Regions from separate parts of the Mus musculus genome. Here region 2 is linked to region 1. Evidence: chromatin contacts called from public Hi-C data. All regions are on one chromosome and are shown on one strand. The core of a region is the stretch at or near the end of the contact, and the rest is flanking DNA. Distances in the headings are between cores, read along the strand shown.

Region 1 (6,452 bases), core at 836-3,335:
ATTCTTCTCTAAAGTGCACTTTGAAAAAGCCATAGCCGGGCGTGGTGGCGCACGCCTTTAATCCCAGCACTCGGGAGGCAGAGGCAGGTGGATTTTTGAGTTCAAGGCCAGCCTGGTCTACAGAGTGAGTAGCCAAGACTACACAGAGAAACTCTGTCTCGAAAAAAACCAAAAAAAAAAAAAAAAAAAAAAAAAAAAGAAAAAGAAAAAGAAAAAGAAAAAGGAAAAAGCCATGCTTACTTTGAGGTATCTGGTGAGCAAACCACTGAGCCCATGTTCTCAGGAGCAAACAGGTGTATTGGTGTGGTTTGAATGTGGGCAGAAGAGACACTGGGGCATCCCTCTTTTTTGTGAGGTTGGACTTACTAAGAAGTGTAAATAGACATCTGAGTGCAGGAAGAAATGGAGAAGGCAGAAACAGAGCTGAGCAGTAGCAGACACTCAAGAAGTGGGGTGGATTGCTGGCATCTTTGATGGCTTGAATTTGAAGGTCTTTTTTTTTTTTTTTGAGTTTTGAGACAGGGTTTCTCTGTGTAGCCCTGGCTGTCCTGGAACTCACTCTGTAGACCAGGCTGGCCTCGAACTCAGAAATCCACCTGCTTCTGCCTCCCGAGTGCTGGGTTCAAAGGCATGCGACACCACTGCCACAGGCTGAAGGTCAAATTTTATTCTTTTTTTTTTTTTTTTTTTTTTTTTGGTTTTTCGAGACAGGGTTTCTCTGTGTAGTCCTGGCTGTCCTGGAACTCACTCTGTAGACCAGGCTGGCCTCAAACTCAGAAATTCACCTGCCTCTGCCTCCCAAGTGCTGGGATTAAAGGCGTGCGTCACCACGCCCGGTGTGAAGGTCAAATTTTAATGGAAGGGTTAGTCTTGAGTTGAACTGTATCGTCCTCTTCTCAGTGCTGACAGAAAGCAGAAAGCAGTACCTGGTGAGGTTCTTCTGACTCACGGTCTGAAAGGGAAGGCATGGCTGGGGTTCGTGCAGCCATGAGCTGACTGCTCTTATCTTAGTGGCCTGGGAAAACAGAGAGGAGTGGGGTCAAGGCATGCCCCCTAGTGGCCTTCTCCTGCCAGTCAGGGTTAACCTCTAAGGGTTTCCAACCTCCTAAAACCAACAGCTGCATGCTGTCCAAGAGTTCAGCCACGGGAGCCATGGTGGAATGCTAACAGGTGGAGAACTTCTGGAAGGCAGGGATAGGAAACTTGCTCAAGCACTATCTATTCCCTTTTTGTTTACACAGCATCTCTGGATGTGTCATGGGTCAGATATAGGGTGGGAGCAAGTAACTTCGAAAGGCTAATAGGGGTTATCACGAAGCAAGGGGCAGTAGCAGTTACAACGACAGTTGAGTGGTCTGCTGTGCCTTTACCACTGGTGCTGTCTGCCTCCTTCTCAGAGAGTGCTAACCCTTAATTCTAAGAGGTCCATTTGCTTCTCCGTTGGGACTCTTAAGGCTGGTCAGTCCCAAGTGCCACGGGCCATTGGTCCTCGACTCTTAGGCTTCACCAGCTCCTCCTGCCTTCTTGCACCCACACTGAGGTTCACTCTGCCATTTCCAGCACTCAGGTGACCCCTGGCAATTGGGAGCTGGAGCTTGGTGAGGCCTGAGGAGTGTGCCCTATCCCACAGGTAAGCTGAGCATCTGGCTGGATTTGAGCCCCTTTACCTTAGACGCTCCAGCTACTCAACAGAGACCATATTTTCGAAAAAAAAAAAAATCTTTCCTTGGAAAGGTTTGCTCTGTAGCAGTAGAAATGGTGGTTTTCATAAAGGGCAATTTCTAGAAAGGGAATTTTAAAAATAATGTTTTTCAACGGACACCTATTAATACAAGGCAGTCCAAGAATATGTTTGCATGTTTGAAATCCCTTTGACTACACGTACTGGGAACAAGAAGACACTGACTTGGCATTCCCGCAAGCCTTCTAATGAGGTCAAGGTTTCACATTACCTTGCCCAGTTTGTGAGTGGTCAAGAGTAATGAATCTGAAACTCAATTAACGGCAAGTGAGTGCAGAGCCGGAAACACTTAGTCAAACATTGCCCAAGCCAAGAATGTGCAGACTGGACAAAAGACTTACAGATGTCCCAACAAAAGCCAGGACTCCACAGAGACGGGAAGTCTGGCAGCGGCGCTTGTGCTGCTTCCATTTAAGGGTGGAACCTGGTTCTAATCATTTTCCTGAAACATTTCCAAACGAAGAGAAAAAAAGCAAATCCTAAAATCCATTAACAAGACTGCACTCTTTCTAACTCCGTAGCTCCCACTGTCGTGGCTCATGCCAGTGAGAATCCTGCTATCGATCTCCTCGTCTCTACGCCAAGCCCCCGTTTATATGATGTGGCACATCCTGCCCTTTTCTTTCCCGATACACTGAAAACAAAAGCCCAAATATGCCTAACATCTAATTATAGAAAACAGGAAACATAAATTTCATGATATACAAGGTTTCTATGACCTGTGTGCCAGTTCAAGTTGTGGCAATGGTGTCACCGAGGTTCTCCGCAGGCATTCAAGTGACCACACCAAGACAGACCCAAGAGGGGACTGCTGCCACTCACTGTCCAAGAGCCACATGCATTAACTATATACAAAGAGACCACCAGGACTTGGGTGACAAAATGTGTGAATCTACAGACGAAGACGAAGAGGAAGGACAATTCAAAGAACATGCTGGTCATACAGAAAACTGTGTACTTACTCACTGTAACTGTAGTATCCCGGCTACAGTATTGGTAAATAGACATCTCCCACATGCTACAAGCAGGGGCTATACACTCCATGAGATACACACTGGGGGAAGCAAGACAACTCAGGGGTAGAAAGGAAAGCAGTGGGGAACTACTACAGCCACCTAGTGACTGCAGCTGTGACTTTCAGTTGCACTCACTGATAACCATCAGAAATGTTTTTAAAGGGGATTAAAGTCGTTATTAAAAAAAAAAAAGAAAAATGCACAGTGAATTTTATTTATGTATTTCAAAAAGAATTATACCAAGAATCTAACATGAAAACATTAAATATTTGCAGTTAAATATATGAAAATATAAAGCACTCTAAATTATTAAAAAAGAAATCTTTTTATTTTTAATCCCTAAATACAATTAGTTTCCCTGATTATAACCCATAATCAGTGTCACCTAAAATATAGAAAGGTCTGTACAGAGGTGAACACCCCCAAATCGCCTTTTCTCTTTCTCTATACATATCTAGGGAACTGAACTCAGAAAAAGTTGAGCTTAATTTGTCAAATTACTGTCTGCATTTAGAGACTCTTATGGGAATAGGGGAGAGTCAGACACCAGAGAAATAAGTTAAAAGATTAAAAGCTCTCCATGAAGAAACCATCTTGTGCACGGTTCCTAGCAGTCTTAGTGCTGATCTTTCTGCAGATCCCAGCTCTGGACAATGGCAGGCACTCATGGGAACCAGTGGCTCTGTTCACTTGCCGTACGGTTGGTCATGGTGCATTTCTGGTGAGTAAGTCAGCAGTACGATCATGACCCAGAGGTGCAGCAAAGCCTAGAGGGAGAAAACACAACTCAGGTGCCGGCCAAGAAATCAGTCTTTACCTGAGGACTGTACAGGGAGGACGGGGCCATGCTTGTCTTCATACCCATCTGGGACAGAGTCTGGAGCACAGCTGGGGCTCAGTGTGTGTTTACTGGCTGAATGATGGAGAAATGTGTGACCCAATGAGCTCAGGCACAGAGCTGCACACTGCAGACCTCTCAGCTGAGAGGAGAGCCTGAACACCAAACGTTCATGACTCGAATGCAAAGAGGGCTTGGATAGCGCTGCTAGACAGACAGACAGACTTCGGCTGGGCTGGCAAGACCTTGTAGAACAGTTCATGTACAACAGTAAGTAGAAGGGACAGTTTCCCCAGCTTTGCTGATGAAGAGATGGGGAAGTACACCCGATAGGAACAACATGTCAGTGATACTCAGGGCAGTCTGAATGTCATGAAGTCCCATTGGTTGGGGTGTGTAAACTCTGTAGGATGCAACACACAGCATCTTACACTGACAGGTACCCAGAGCACTTGTGGCTGCCAGTACTTGGGCAGTTGGCCCCTGTGGTGGTTTGAATATGGTTTGGCCCAGGGAGTGGCACTATTAGAAATTGTGGCCCTGTTGGAGTAGGTGTGTCACTGTGGGCATGGACTTTAAGACCCTTGTCTTAGCTGACTGGAAGCCAGTCTTCTCCTAGCAACCTTCGGATGAAGATGTAGAACTCAGCTCCTCCAGCACCTTGCCTGCCTGGACGCTGCCATGCTCCTGCCTTGATTACGGACTGAACCTCTGAACCCTTTAAGCCAGCCCCAGTTAAAGGTTGTCCTTATAAGAGTTGCCTTGGTCATGGTGTCTGTTCACACCTGACAGTCCCTATGGAGTGCACCCTAAATCCTTTCTGATATCCTTCTTTTTTTTCTTCCTCCCCACTCATCCTCCTTTCTTAAATCTTTTTATTTAGAGAAAGAATTCTTCCCTCTAATGGAGCACAGAAATTTCCTTTAAAAGTAGGTTTCTCTTTCTTAAGAAAATAGCCTTAACTCAGCCTAACCTGTTAAAGCCATCCTCTCTCAGCATAGTGAGTGGGCTTTCAGGCACAGCACACATAAACCAATACCACAAACTAGTGCAATTGATTTTGCAACTAAAAATCCAGAGGAAAATGTACTGGCCTTAAAGATCCTTCTAGAAAAATAAAGTAAAACACATGAAAATAATCAAAGCAACTTTGCAGCATTAAGATAAAAATTAAACCAGCTGTTCTATACTATTTTGTCATTAGACAGGCTTAAAAATGGAAGTGACTGCTGGGCGTGGTGGCACATGCCTTTAATCCCAGCACTCAGGAGGTAGAGGCAGGAGGATTTCTGAGTTCGAGGCCAGCCTGGTCTACAGAGTGAGTTCCAGGACAGCCAGGGATACACAGAGAAACCCTGTCTCGAAAAACCAAAAAAAAAAAAAAAAAAAAGGAAGTGACCGTTAACCTACATTACAGCTAATTTTATCAGCAGGAAAACTCAGCACTTATGTTTTCAACATAATAAATGCTAACTTGTAAAGTATTTTAAGAAAAGCTTAACGGTCAAAAAATGAGCTATATTGCCTTTCAAAGTTGATTGGTAAAATACGAATATGATTAGTAGCTAAAACAACAGACAGAAATTCAAGTGTGGCATTACTCATTACTCACCATGTAGATGATTACAAACACTCGTGCTATGGGGTATCTTCTGAGAAAAATTCCCAGGCGAATACTGTGCAAACGATGAGAGAGGGAATTACACTCAAAGCCAATCTTCCTGAACTAACATCCAATGCTTTTAAAACCCCACTCACACTATCCGTGTGACTACCACAGAAAAATGACTCACATGATCACTTAAAATGTGGTGACACAGGAAGACTTCTATCATTATTTGGAGTTAGCAATTAAGACTTCAGCACAAGCATTTACTTGGAAATGGTTAATCTAGAAGTTTCTGCACAGACACACTTTTTCAGAGGACTAAGCTATAGGAACTGAGGCAAGGCCAGGTGTGGTACACACCTTTAATCTCAGCACTGGCAGGTGGATCTCTGTGTGTATGAGGCTAGCCTGGACTATAGAGTGTTACAAAGCTGTCTCAAAACAAGACAAAACAAACAAACAAGATAGAAGAAGATGGAAGGAAGGAAGGAAGGAAGGAAGGAAGGAAGGCAGGCAGGAAAGAAGGAAGGCAGGCAGGCAGGCAGGCAGGCAGGCAGGCAGGCAGGCAGGCAGGCAGGAGGGAAGGAAGGCAGGAAGGCAGGAAGGCAGGAAGGAAGGAAAGAAGGAAGGAAGGAAGGAAGGAAGGAAGGAAGGAAGGAAGGAAGGAAGGAAGGAAGGAAGATGAACAAACTCAGGCAGACATGAGTGAATGTGACAGAGCAGTATGATGTCCACCCTCAGGGCTCACAGCTCTTTGCAGGCTTTTCCTTATCAAGATATGCGTGCGTGTGTGTGTGTGTGTGTGTGTGTGTGTGTGTGTGTGTGTGCATGTTCGTGTGTGCGTGTGCGTGTGCGTGTGTGTGTGTGTGTGTGCATGTTCGTGTGTGCATTCCTGCATAGACACACCTTTCCCTCTCTTTCTGCTGCTAACATTTACACTGCAGGAAAGTTCTCTACAGGTGCTATGCAGAATACATGCACTTCAGACAGTGACAAGTCCTGTGGTTTCAGGAACTTTCTCTCTCTCTCCACTCTTTTTTTCTTTTTTAACACCACAGCTCTATTCTAAGTCAGAAAGGCTAAGAAAACATTAGTCTTATCACACAATTCATTAAGACCATGTCTAACTATTAACACTAAAAGAAAAATTGACATATTAGAGGTTTTTTGGGTATGAATTTTATCAAAACTCTAGATAAAGTGTTAAAATATTTTCTTTATAAAGTAAATGCGTGTATAAAAATTTTA
Region 2 (6,585 bases), core at 612-3,111, 72 kb before region 1:
TAGCCCAAAGCTCCCAGCTCATAACCACTTCCACACCCTCCACCCTCTTAAGTAACTGGGACTATAGTGATGCCGTTGCTCTTGGATGTTCTTCTTTTTCTTGAAGGAATAGCTAGCTCCACCTTGCTGTTCGGGGACATGTGTAGCCAGGAAGCCACCTCAGCAGTGCCAAGCAAGCATCCTGGGTATAATTTAGTGCCTATATCCTGTTAAACCCCCAGAGAGAACATGAACCATTCCATACCATCACAATCCACAGCAAGGTACTAGGGACCCCCAAGGAGGCCACCAACTCCATCTGTCATTCACTTGACATCTGCCAGGGCTACATTTCCTGCTCTCAGAACTTACACCACAGTTGGGAGAAGGCAGAGGATGGGGGTGGGGCAGCCAGTGGTGGCTCCTCTGTCACGTATGGGACACCAGAGAGAATTCGGCAAAGGAAAGGGACCGACGCTGAAGAGGAGCAGCTCGGATACCAGGAGGGACCTGATGGGGTCAGAGGGCAGTCTCTGAGGCCTGTGTCTGACCAGCATGTTCAAATCCAGCTCTGCATTTCCCAACCCCCTAGGTGTAGATGGTGGGGCCTTTGAGGTGAGCTAGAGTATAGACTGAGGGGGTTTGCTGTATGCCAGGAGTGTCATAGAGATGAAGTAAAAATGTCAGTGATCCAAGAACACATAGAGCACTTTTCCACTGGTGATGGGCGGCCCCTCCCAACAGCCAGGGAGACAGTCACTAAGAGCCAGTATGAACACAGGGTCTTCTGCCAGAGGAGCCGAGAGCTGGGTTGTCTCGGTGGACAGGGCCATGTGGTGGGTCTGTGACTCATAGATTGATAAGGCTGAGCCCAGCCGAAGCTGGTGATGCTAAGAGATGGCCTAAGGGTTCTATTGTCCCAGGGACCTCAGGCAGAGAGGAGGTGGTATCTGGGAGGTGACTTGGTGCACGACTGGGCCCGACAGAGATAGAGGCTCTGGGTCCTGCTGCCACTCAGGAAGCCTGGGAGGCATGAGGATAGGTGGGAGTCCTATCACCTCACCCCGCTTTTCAGATCAGCAAGCCTGAGTAGCAGAAGCGGCATGTGCTACTCGCCCTGCCGTGTGCTGTGATCTCTGCTTGCCTGCGAGAAGTGATACTGGAAGCTAAAGGACCTTATCCATGGTTACAGTCCCCCAACGGGCTGTAGCCTATCTGCCCAGAGCCTTCACTGGGATTCTGAGGCCTTTGATGTCTTAGAACACCAGGTTCTGATCCTGGCCCACCTCTTCACTCTGTGACGTTTCAGGCAACCTTGCATAGCCCTTACCTTTGCTTCTGTACAAATGGATGCCTTTCCCATGCTGGCACCTGCTCTGCTAGTTTTCACTCCCAGGCTGACAAACACCAACCTACCTCAGCCTGTTTACTGCAAGCCCCCAGGAGGTGACTCTGCAGTACTCTGGAAAGTTTACCCTCACTTTCTGCTGAAGTCTACCTGGTCCTCTGGGCTTTATCCGGGAGCTAAAGCAGAGTAGTTGCTAGGTGGCAGCCTCCTGGGTTTCTCGGCAGCCAGCTGTGTCCTGATGTTCCGCCCCACCCTGTATCATACTTAAACCCGTGTCTGCCTTGCCCTTCACCCTTTCCCAGAGCTAATGGGATTTTGGGTCCTGCAGCAGGGCTTCTCAGTACCTCGTATACCAGTTACACGAGACCAGGATATGGGTCAGGTCACAGTTCTGCCACGTAGGAGTTTTGTGACCTGGGGCCTCATGGAGCTGCAAAGTCCCCTGTGAGATGACTTCCCTTATCCCCACGTGTATACTAGGGACAGAGTTGTGAAGATAGCGTTGACATTTGCAATGCTCTACTGCTTGCCAGCCACTTCGTTAGCTTTAACGTGAGTGCCCTTGCTTCTCAGACAGCCTCAGGCTTCCTCAAAACCACAGAGTAAGTAGTTTGCCAAATAACACTCAGTGACCCAGTAGCCTGGCCCCCCCACATAATGAATGCCACCTCAACTTGTGCCAGTAGTAGGAATGTCACTGCAGCACATGCCAAGGTTTTATTAACCTCTTGGTACTCCCTTGGTTACACTGTGGCGTGTCTGAGATGACTGGACAGTCTCCTTAGCAGGCTCCTCTAGCACCTCAGCAGCCCCTTGAGCTCAGGACAAACATTTAACACGTGGGCTTTGGAAAGAGCCCTGCTTACCCAAACTACAGCAGTTGGTGAGCAAGGGCTGTCCCTAGCAAGACAAGATTTCATTTTTTATCTGCTGGAGGTGTGGGCCTCTCATGCTCAGGGGACAGACTGTGGTCTAGCCAGCCTGTGGACCATGTACACCCTGCCTTGTCTGCCAAACCTGAGTTTCCTTTGTCAGTGGGGTACTGGAAGTGCCTCCTCAGGTCCCAGGAGCCCGTTATGTCTGCTTCTTTCTCCTCTCCTATCCCCTGGCTAATGCCCAGTGCCTGCTTTGTCTCCCATCTCCAGGCTATGAAGGAGTGAGTGAGTTCTTTACCGACCTCCTGAACCACATTGCCACAGTTCTGCAAGGCCAGAGCACGGGAGGAGCTGCCACGGAGGAAGTGGCCCCGCTAAGGCACAACAGGCTCCTGGCGGAACCGGCAGGCAGCCTGGCTGGGGAGCGGACGTGCAGTGCCAGCCCTGGCTGCTGTGGCAGCATGAAGGGCCAGGACACACCCTGGAAGACTGAGACCGAAGCAGGCAACATGGGCGCTGGTGCTTCCGCCAAGCTGCCGCACCAGAGACTTGGCTGCACCACTGGCGTATCACCCAGCTTCCAGCAGCACTGTGTGGCCTCTCTGGCCACCAAGGCTTCCTCACAGTAGCCACAGAGCCCAGGACCCAGAGGGGCAGAGCGTGGAAAATGCCCACTGGGCCAGCAGCTCCACATGGGAACACTACTAAGAATTCCTGGTGATCTGAGGCTTCTCTGTTTTAATTTTTTACCTGATTTTCTGATGTTATGATCGGAATGAAGGGGGGGAGACAGAGCAGAACATCAAGTGGCCCAGCCTCGAGGACGCCGCCTGACTCCTGCTGTGCAGAGGTCCTCACTGAGTTTACACACGCTTGTGTTCTCAACACTAGGTCTGAATGTGAGGGGGGGGGGTGCGTGTGTGTGTGTGTGTGTGTGTGTGTGTGTGTGTGTGTGTTTGTCATGGCAAGGGTGAGTGTGCATGTCTGTCTTCATGGCTGTTGTGGGCCAGGCTCTGGGCACCGAGGAAGGAAGCCCATATCTGGCCAGGCTGTTGCAGCTAAGCAGGCGAAGGACGAACGGTTTTCCCAGTTCCCCTCCTCTTCACACCTGCCCACACCCAGACCTCACCCTCCCTCTTGTCCCAGATGTGCTCTCCTCCAAGGCTAACCCTTGCCCCCCCACCTCGCTCTCCAAAGCCAGGGAAGCAGTAGACGCCCCCTCGGGAGCTCTGCATGGAGGATCTGGGTTGTAGGAAGGGAAAGGAGCTTCCTGTGGGTGTAGCCGAAGCCCACTGGCTATTGCTAGTCTTCACTGGCTCGTGGAATACAGCAGGCCACTATCCACCCTACCCTGACCCTATTGCTCACTGAGATCCAGGAAGGAGCCATCTGACTAGGAGTCCAGGAGTCTGCCAGGACCCAGGATTTACCCTGGGACTTCCAACAGATCATTCCGTGAGTCTTCAGGCCTCCACCACCTCATCTCTTCAGGGTGGCTCCTGAAACAGAGAACTGAAGGCCTGGTCTAGTGGTCTAGCCCACGAGGATCTCTGCTTCCTCATGTCATCATCCGGTCCCTCTTTTCAGGTGAGAGGAGACCACCCACAGGGCTGCTCCTGTTCACACGCGACAGCCCCTCCTGGAACAGCAAGGCCCAGCTCCTTCCTGCTGTGTTCATAGCGAGTCCCTTGCACTGAGCACCAGGCAAGCCCCCAAGGGAGTTGTGCCCCATTTCAGACTCACTCTGACCCCACAGCAGCTGGCAGACCACCCACTGGCCCCAAAGCCCACAGGAAAGGACCCCTGTGGAGCCCCAGGTCAGCAGCCCAGGACCCCCAAGGGTGATCTTGTGTCTTAAGACATCAGCTCACTATGTAAAGAGAATGAGGCCTCTGGGTTGTCCTTAGGTCTAATAAGATAGAGTACACTAGAAGCAGCAGCCCTGGGAAGGCCACTAAGGGCCATGCAGGGGCATCCTTTGGGCAAGGAGAAGCCGATTGGCTTCCTCGGAAGCAGAGCCCCAGGACTAACCACGTTTACAGGACCTGAGTGTTGAACTGATTGATGTCTGTAAGTCACCTTCCCAGGCCTGACCCTGAAAACAGGGGGTGGGAAGCGTGGCCGCCTCTTGCACTGCTTTGTCTCCGGAATAAACTACTGAGATCAAACCGCATTCTGTACGTGGTCACAGTCTTTAAAGAGAAGACATTTAATGACAGCTTTGCCCTTTCAGAGTAGAATCACCAGACTCTGCCTTGAGAACAAGCAGAGTGGGCAGTGCTGCGTCCCCTGGAGCTCCTTCCTCTACAGGGTCACACATGGTAAACCAGCCCCGGTTATCAAGTACCTGCCTCCTGGCCAGGCAGCATTCTCCACGGGTCAGGTCTCCCGTGCAGGAATAGAGGAGGGTGGGCAGGTGAACTTTCCAGGACTGGAAACAGGAACAGAAACCTGGGCCACCTGCATTCTTGCAGACACTTTAATGATACAGAAATGGACCTTTGTAAACATTGACCCTGAACAGCACTAGTTGCTAGTGTCTGTCATCACCAAAGGAGCCGAGAGGGATCTTCCCTGGGACTGGGTCGTTGTGGGTGTCATGGAAGAGTGGGTGGGGCCTGCCACACACCATGGGTAAGCTAGCCTGGAAAATTGGACCCTCCGAATCCCCAAGGCTAAGGGGACCATCCCCTACAGCTCCATCACTGGAGGAAGAAACCACCGTGAGTGCGCATTGCCCTGAGGCTGCTGAGCATGCTCCACAGGGAGTTGGTGGGGGTGCTGGAGAGATGGCTCAGTGGTTAAGAGCGCTTGCTATGTAGTGGTGAGGTTTGGAGATCCCAGCAGCTGCATAACAAGCCAGGCATCCGCACACTAACTCCAGCTCAGGAGTGTAGGGGACAGAGACGGAGGAATCACTGGGGCTTGCTGGCTTCCAGCGTAGCTAGGAAAATATGAACCCCAAGTTCAGGGAGAAACCCTATATTAAAGCAGTGGGCAGAGAGTAATCCAGCCCTTTTTTGGTCTTGGAGCATTTATAGATAGCCCCAAAGGCCAGAGCAAGAACCTGGGTTTCTTTTTTTCATTATTATTATCAGTAGTAGTAGTAGTGGTAGTGGTAGTGGTAGTGGTAGTGGTAGTGGTAGTAGTAGTAGTAGTACACTGTAGCTGTCTTCAGACACCCCAGAAGAGGGCATCAGATCTTACGGATGGTTGTGAGCCACCATGTGGTTCCTGGGATTTGAACTCGGGACCTTCGAAAGAGCAGTCAGTGCTCTTAACTGCTGAGCCATCTCTCCAGCCCTGAAGCTGGGGCAAGTGGTGTCTGCTGGCCAGGCGTTCAGAGACAAAAGGACAATGTCATCCTTCTGACATGACCACTAGTCCTTGTCTGTAGTCGAGAGCAGTCACACTGGTTGCTGGCTGTAGAGCCACCAGATGGCTTTACTGGTGTTCTGGAAAGGGTTCCCTGCCCTTTTATATTTCTTCTCAATCAGTCACTTAGCCAGTGGGATTCCAGCAACATTCCCCACCCCAGCATGCTGGGCCTGCTGCACCTGTCACTTCAGAGCCCTGAAGCTAGCCTGAAAGAGCCTGCTCCTCCAGTGTGGATGGACAGGTGCCATGGCCCTCTGTGGGAACCCCTGGGGTCCAGGAGCCCACAGTTTGGATAGCTCTGTTGTGACTGCTGCTGCTCAGCTGGCTCCCGCTCAGATGATGGCTGTAAGGCGGCTCCACAGATTCTCCCCTCATGGTAAAGACCTATGACTCACTTCCTTTCCTCTCCCAAGCCAATGCCAGTACACTCTGGGGATGACCCCTTTCAGTGCTCTGTGCAGAGAAGGACTGACCTCCATAGCAGCATGACCCTCCTGCTTGGGTCCTCTTCCTTCTGCTTGTGACTAGGAAGTACTAGCCAGTTCTCAAGAGTCCGTTGCAGGAATGATTGAGTTTTCTGATTCCTGGGTTTAATGGCATCTTAGAAGGGCTGGCTACTTACTGCAGGACATAGGAGATAATAGTTCCCTGAGGCTCCCTAATTGACAGCTCACCCAGGGTCCATACAGAGCTTTCCTACCCCAGAAGCTGAGTTGTGTCCATGATGGCTGCAGCTTCCTCTCCCATTAATCGTGTGCACATCAGTATATCACGTACACTTGGCCCTGTACTGCCTACAAAGCTGGCTGTCAGTGCCTGCCTGGGCTGCATCTTTGCTTCCCATGATACAATGCAGGTGGCTTGCCTTTGGGATGGGGTCCTTTGGTGACATGGTGTCCGTTGCCACTTAAAGTCTTAGTTGGTGGATATTCTTGGTCTCTGGTGGCCTTGTGGGAGTTTGTGTAATTAACTATCAGGAGGCATAACATGAAGAAAGCCCCGCCT

The links. A called contact is a pair of places that touch in the nucleus more often than the background predicts.
Region 2: a Hi-C map of the N1E-115 cell line shows a contact between it and region 1, with 5 times the contacts expected there. The contact joins two enhancer-like sites. A contact is called at or near these places in 6 of 39 promoter capture datasets (the 3T3-L1 cell line, the C10 cell line, embryonic stem cells and 2 more), 2 of 15 datasets of contacts at CTCF or cohesin (large pre-B cells and pro-B cells), 41 of 484 Hi-C or Micro-C datasets (the AML12 cell line, B cells, the Ba/F3 cell line and 26 more), 6 of 115 datasets of contacts at active chromatin or transcription factors (acute myeloid leukemia, bone marrow-derived dendritic cells, embryonic stem cells and 1 more) and 3 of 9 other capture datasets (adipose tissue, liver and pancreatic islet).

What each region holds. Positions count from the first base shown.
Region 1 is chr12:102,494,519-102,500,970 of GRCm38.p6, reverse strand. Golga5 (golgi autoantigen, golgin subfamily a, 5) reads right to left here. Exons shown (of 13, transcript NM_001199004.1): 12 at 5,208-5,271; 13 at 3,064-3,524. The coding sequence ends at 3,444. Among named protein-coding and RNA genes, the nearest start is that of Golga5, 29 kb to the right of the region's middle. Within about 2 kb of position 2,085, at least 67 of the 459 cell types and tissues checked have an H3K27ac peak or open chromatin away from gene starts, as enhancers often do. A contact at or near this core is called in the N1E-115 cell line, where this site is marked.
Region 2 is chr12:102,566,372-102,572,956 of GRCm38.p6, reverse strand. Itpk1 (inositol 1,3,4-triphosphate 5/6 kinase) reads left to right here. Exons shown (of 10, transcript NM_172584.3): 10 at 2,473-4,374. The coding sequence ends at 2,831. Among named protein-coding and RNA genes, the nearest start is that of Chga, 15 kb to the right of the region's middle. Within about 2 kb of position 1,861, at least 21 of the 459 cell types and tissues checked have an H3K27ac peak or open chromatin away from gene starts, as enhancers often do. A contact at or near this core is called in the N1E-115 cell line, where this site is marked.